Linked DNA regions of Arabidopsis thaliana: region 1 is linked to region 2. A link is a contact called in public capture Hi-C data. All regions are on one chromosome and are shown on one strand. Each heading gives the region's core, a stretch centred on a gene start, on an enhancer-like site or on the middle of the called end of the contact. The rest is flanking DNA. Distances are from core to core; before and after follow the strand shown.

Region 1 (3,024 bases), core at 408-2,907, 96 kb after region 2:
AAAATTTTACTCACTTCCTCCGCTCTATTATACAGACCACGAATTTGATCTATCCACGCCAAACACGGGATATATTCGCTAACCGGAAATCCGCCTACCAGCTCAGTGATTTTTCTCACTTGATTCTTGAAATCGCTCATGCTTGCCTCGTTGCTATGTTTTTTCCCAAAAGAAACTCTACTTGCCACATCGCTTGTAAGTGTTATAAGAAGCTTGCTTAGATTTAGTGGTGAAGAATCGGAACTTGCTTTCTCGACCTTCTCCATCATTACACTTCTCTCTTCTTCTCTTACTTTTGCAAAGGATTGTACCATTTTCTTATTGAGTAGATGGACGACGCATACAGTCTTCCTCACAAAACAGACGTAATACTTTCATCAGTTTCTTAATGAGAAAATTAATATATCTAAGTATCAAGAGCATTAATATATCAAAGTTTTTAACAAACAAAAATACTACTTTCTCTCAAACTTCCGTTGTTTATCTTTTGCAAAAAAATGTGTTCTGTTCTTTCTCTACGCACAAAGCAAATGTTTTTTTTTCTTTTAAAGCTCAACTCATGCCTTTATTACATCCTCTATATATTAGAAAAGAAACACTAATTCTTATGTATGAAGTCCACAATTCTTCTCATTTTTTATTTATTTATTTATTTCTGCTATTATTCTTGCCAAACAATGTTAATTTCATATACAAGTTATTCTTATTAACTAAACTTACGAAAATCAAATATCTAATAAGAAAGTTTGTATAAAAATATTTAATGGTTTTATTTAAATGTATTGTATTTTTCAATTGGAAGATTAAACATTATAGAACTGTATATGTATTTCAACAAGTAAATACCTTCTGACTTTTAAAACAAACGTACTTCAAGAAGTAAATAGTATACAATTCATTTCGTATTATATGTCTTTTAGTTTTTTACTCACAAATTAACGAAACAATACTATTTTTACCTTTTATTAATATGTTATGTAAATTTTTTATTGGTCAAGAAATTAAAACTATAAAATAAAATTGAATTTTTTTTTAAACGACATTTTTTGTTTACAAGACGATACTCAAATTAAAATAAAACGGAAGGGGGATCAAAATTAATCAAACGCACGGTGCATGTATTCACTACAACATGTAACTATCAATCTAACTGGTAAAACTTAATCAAATATAGACTTTGGAAATTATATAATAGGCCACAGATAGCAAATCCAGAGAGCTAACCACAACTAATTGTTAACTGTATATATAAATTAATGACTTAGCAAAAACACCTTAATCTGCCTCCAATAGTCTCCGTAAGGGGAAAAAACCACTTCTCTCCCACCGTTGAGGATTGTTTCAATCACTTTTAATCGCGGGCGGTTCGCAACCTTAAGGTCGTGTGTTTTCATGAGGTCATGAGCTACGTCAGAGGAAGAGACTACGAGGATCGGGACACGGCCAAAATGAAGGAGCATGAGTGGCCCGTAGCGGTGGCTGAGGGAACGAAGGGAGCGGTGAGGGTGGAGGCTTAGCTGGTGGAGGTTTCCGATTACCGGAACTCGCCACGGAGACGGTGGTAGGTTGTCTTTGGCAACGGTTCGATTCAGAAGTGGTTTTAGGAGAAGAAAGGCTAGGATTGTTGCTAGGCAGAGAGAGATGATTATGATTTCCATTTCTAACTTTGAAACAATTCTCTCACTCGTAATATATTTATTTATGTGTTGGGTGATTACTAGTTACTGATTAGTTGGAAACACACAAACTTTAAAACTACTCATCAATAAGCTAAGTGGACCTCAAGCTGACGTGTTTTTAGCTTGTGTGAGAGTTAGACTCTTAGAGACAAGTGTTTCACAAGATTTCATTTGGAGAAATGCATACACATGCAATAAAATGCATCCTATTAAGAAGAAGCAAACAAAAGCTATCAAGTAAGACAATGAGTGATAATTACAAATAGACACGTTGTTAAAAAAACTGTATATACATCGTATGCATCTTTCATACGACACCTAATGCGACACTTGTCTCTAACTCTCTCATAAGCTTAGCCATATGGGATACCATATTGGCTTGGTTTCTCGCTTCCTACCACTCTAAGAATTGAATGGTGCCCTTTACTTAATGACCACCGATGCACAAGCAAAACATTATTGTATATTTCCTATTTTGGAATCTTTTAATACTTAGTTACTTACCAATTGGGTTATTTACTTCGATTGATTTAAAATTTTAACCATAATCATTAAAGTATAAATTTTAACAATCATTCAAGTATAAATTTATTCAATCCTCAATTTTGATTTTATATTTTCTACTGTAACTAAAACATGTGAATTTCAAAAACTAAATAAATGGAAAATATGTTGTTAAAAGCCGTTTATCGTTAGTAAATCATTGATCAGACTCAAAATTTGATGACTTAAACGTTTCTTTAGGAAAAATTAATTAGTTATGTTAGAAATTTTATTTAGAAACGAAAAAAAGTTTGAGGTTTTAATTGGGAAAATATTTCAATTTGGAGGTTTTCAAGATAAGTTTTAAATAGGAAAAGTTTGAATTTTGACGACTTGAAGATTTTTTAAGAAAATTAATTAGTTAGAAGTTTTATTTGAGAACGAGAAAAATTGCAGGTTTTAATTGGATTTTTTTTTTTTTTTCACTCTTTATGCTTTATTGTTGGATGTTCTAACAATTGTTAATTATTAGTTTGTTATCGGAGATTAAGATCTAGAAACTTGACATAGAATTATTAACATTGTTTGTTTGAAGGATAATGGTTAAAAATAGTTTCGTACTACAAACCTTACCACAAGGATAATGTAAGTCACCCTTCTTCTTGCTACAAGCTCTATATTTGATATAAAATCATCATCAATGGTACTCAATATCTTGCGCCAAAAATAAAGATAGTATTGCTCCAAATTTGGAGCAATACTAATCATTTCTCTATTTTTAAAGCATAATTTTTTTATTTACAAAAAACTCTTCCAATTTTAATAAGTTATCATTTAATACCTAAAAATATAAATTTGTATT
Region 2 (3,310 bases), core at 121-2,620:
GTACACCACTTGCCTCAAGTTCGAACCATTAGGCCTACATTTCCATATTTAGTCCTTGATTCAATCACATATATGATACTTATAATTTATTTAATTACTATATAACTAACTACTTGAATATTCTTACTTCAATATGAGATGCTTCCAGTAGGTCACGCCAGCAGCTTCGAGATTGTCGAGAGTGACATTCTTCCACAACTTCCAACGGTCACTGAGTATGATGGGTTCAATCCCGAGCTCTATGATGTTTTGGTAAAGATGCAAGGCCTCCGGGAGTCCAGGGGTTGATGCTCCGGTCCCTAACCACAACCAGTACGCCCCCGGGTCGGTCTTCTCTGTTCTAAGAATCCAAAAAAAAAAAAAGTAGTTCAAAATGAAATCACAAAGTAAGATATATATGAAAAAAAACATTTAGGTCAGTACTGAAACTATTTAGAGTTGCAAATAATATATATAAAATAAAACCGAAACGTGCATATAGTGATATCTAAACCATTAAAAAAAAAATATGAAGATAATATTGTTAATGCAATGGAGGTGGTGTGGGTAGAACTAATAATGATAATTATGCGTATATATACCCGTATCCATATTTTGCGTAGTAGGGAATACTAGAGAGGAGGGTATCATCTAGGTCAAAGATCCAAACATTGACGGTGTCGTTCTTTAGGGCAAGTCCTTTGGCATAGAAATAAGCCTCTTTGCACACGGTTTTGGAGTCGTATTGGTACTGTTTGGAAGTGATCAAGTAGTCTTCAACATAGTCTTTGCAATTTGCGGGCACCGTGTCGAAGTCTATGATGTTAGAGGTCTCAACACCAAGGTGCCAGCTTCTGCAGTTGGCGTAGTTGATGGAAAGTTTCTCTTTCTCTAAGAGTTCGGCTACGTTCCCAAAGATGGTTTTCGAATCGACGAGTTCGATGAGCCCTGGAACGGATGCCGAGACCGTAGCGGCCAAGAGCAAGAGAAGTGAAAGTGAGAGGATTTTCATGTTTTTTATGGTATGGTTTATTGTTTAGTTTGTGATGTTTATATGTGTGACGCAAAGGGTGGTATTTATAATGAGGTGGGGTTATGAGAAATGATTAAGAAGCCAGATGAGAAATGAGGAGATATGTGTGCTTGTCTGTTTTCGATTGGTGCAACAAATGCTACTGGTCCCATAATGTTTATAATCGACGATATTTTTCACTTACACCACTCGTTTTTAGTGCACGTTGAGATTGTGTGCTTAACTAGAATTTGGCGTTTTGTTGTTCTATTATCTTTGGCTTATCTGCTTGTAAATTTTGAATTAGAGTTTCGTTTTGGAGAATACTGTAAAGTTGTTCTACATTACTAGAAAAATGTATTGAATATGTTGATGTGAGTATAATTTGTGTTTGCGGAAATAATATATAGAGTAAATGTTTCATTTTTTTTTTTTTGATAAATAATTGATAGAGTAATTGGGAAAACCAATAAAATGCAAAACGAGTAATTGACAACAGGTTCCACAGTGAGCGAGAAGAGATGGGTGTACTGTGAATAATATAAGAGATGAGACATGACGATAAGAAATGTGAGGTACACAAGAATAGACGTTAAATAATTGTTACGTAAAGTCGTAACATTAAATAATTCAATAAATTAGCAAACATATATAGCTGTATCACTATTCACTAGTTGTTGACAAATATTTGAATAACGATTTTCATGCCCGAGATTGGGAACAGTTTCTAATTGCCACCAAGATTTTCCACAAAAAGTTGTATCTTGGTGATAGCTATAGTTTCAACGATAATTGTCCAGTCTTCCAACAATATTGTTATATATTTTTTTCTAATGCATATAACCTCATGACGAAATATTTAAGTAGTTTAATAGAATTTTTATATATCAAAAAGTATATATAGTGTTGCAAACCAAGTTGTGGTACACTACAAGAGAACAAAACCCTTTTCGACAGACTTTTCGACGATAAATAAACGGTCGAAAATTTTCGACGGTTTCGTAATGGTATTCCGACGGTTTTCTGACGACATGTTTTCCGTCAAAATGTCGTCGAACTTTTCTGACGAATTCTAAATGATCGACAATTCATCAGTCATTTCCAACGAAACTCCGACCAAATTAAATCCGACCAAATTAAATCCGACCAAATGTTTCGACGGATTTCCGACCAAAATATATCCGTTTTGATCCCTAGAATATTCATCAGAATATTCTGCACTTTTCCGACGGAATTCCAACGAAATACACTCGGTCAAGTAGCTACTCGGTCAATTCGCCGCACGGTCACATAGCCGTGCATTTTTTTATTTTAAAAAATAAATATTCAAAATTTCCGTCGGAAATTCGTCGCCAAAACCCGTCGGACGTCCGTCGAAAACCCGTCGAAAACATTGATAATTCTCATCTTTATATTTTTCTACCATCATTCACAAAATCGTCCAAGCAGCAACAAAATATAACCAGAGAGAAATGGCTTCTTCAAATCCGTTTAATTATTTTCGATCATGGATGGACCAGCCCATGCGTGATCCGCTAACGGAGTTACTAATGCCGGAATATGCAGAAGGTCTTAAACAATTCATGGCATTCGCGACAAATCAACCGGTAACCATCGAATCAAAAAAAATGTGTTGTACATGTCGGAATTTTGGAGTTCTTCATGTATCTCAAGTTTGGATGCACTTATATGGGGAAGGGTTTATGTCGGGGTACAAAGTTTGGTTCATGCATGGAGAGAATGAGTCAATGGTGAATTATGGTAGTTGTAGCGAATATTATCCTGTTGATAGGTTAGTGGAACCAAATCCGGAAGTAGATGCAAATGTAGGTACCGTTCAGATGGTAAATGATGCTTTTCGTGAAAATGTACACTCGTTTGATGGGGATAGTGATAGAGTAGAGGAACCTAATTTAGAAGCACGGAAGTTTTTTGATATGTTAGATGCAGCAAAATATCCCTTATATAAAGGATGTAAAAAGGGTCATTCGCCTTTATCTGCTGCAACTAAGTTGATGGGTATCAAAACGGATTATAATTTGTCCGAGGATTGTGTGGATGCGATTACTGATTTTGTGAAAGATTTATCACCCGAAGATAATCTTGCACCGGGAACATACTACGAGGTGCAGAAATTGGTAGCTGGTCTTGGTTTACCGTATCAGGTGATAGATGTGTGCATTGACAATTGTATGTTGTTCTGGAGAGAAGATTCAGATCGTTTGACATGTAAGTTTTGTCGCAAACCTCGGTATCGGGAAACAAGTGGACGAGTCCCAATTCCATACAAACGGATGTGGTATTTACCATTATCAGAGA

The links. Capture Hi-C pulls out chosen DNA fragments and counts their contacts.
Region 1: a capture Hi-C map of shoot shows a contact between it and region 2, with 2.2 times the contacts expected there. The contact joins the promoter of CYP71A15 here to the promoter of VSP2 in region 2. A contact is called at or near these places in 2 of 26 Hi-C or Micro-C datasets (callus and cotyledon) and 1 of 3 other capture datasets (shoot).

What each region holds. Positions count from the first base shown.
Region 1 is chr5:8,596,104-8,599,127 of TAIR10.1, forward strand. It overlaps CYP71A15 (cytochrome P450, family 71, subfamily A, polypeptide 15), which reads right to left and starts at 1,658. Exons shown (of 4, transcript NM_122404.1): 1 at 1,275-1,658; 2 at 1-347. The coding sequence starts at 1,658.
Region 2 is chr5:8,500,854-8,504,163 of TAIR10.1, forward strand. It overlaps VSP2 (vegetative storage protein 2), which reads right to left and starts at 1,371. Exons shown (of 3, transcript NM_122386.4): 1 at 582-1,371; 2 at 128-340; 3 at 1-34. The coding sequence starts at 991. It also overlaps the pseudogene AT5G24775.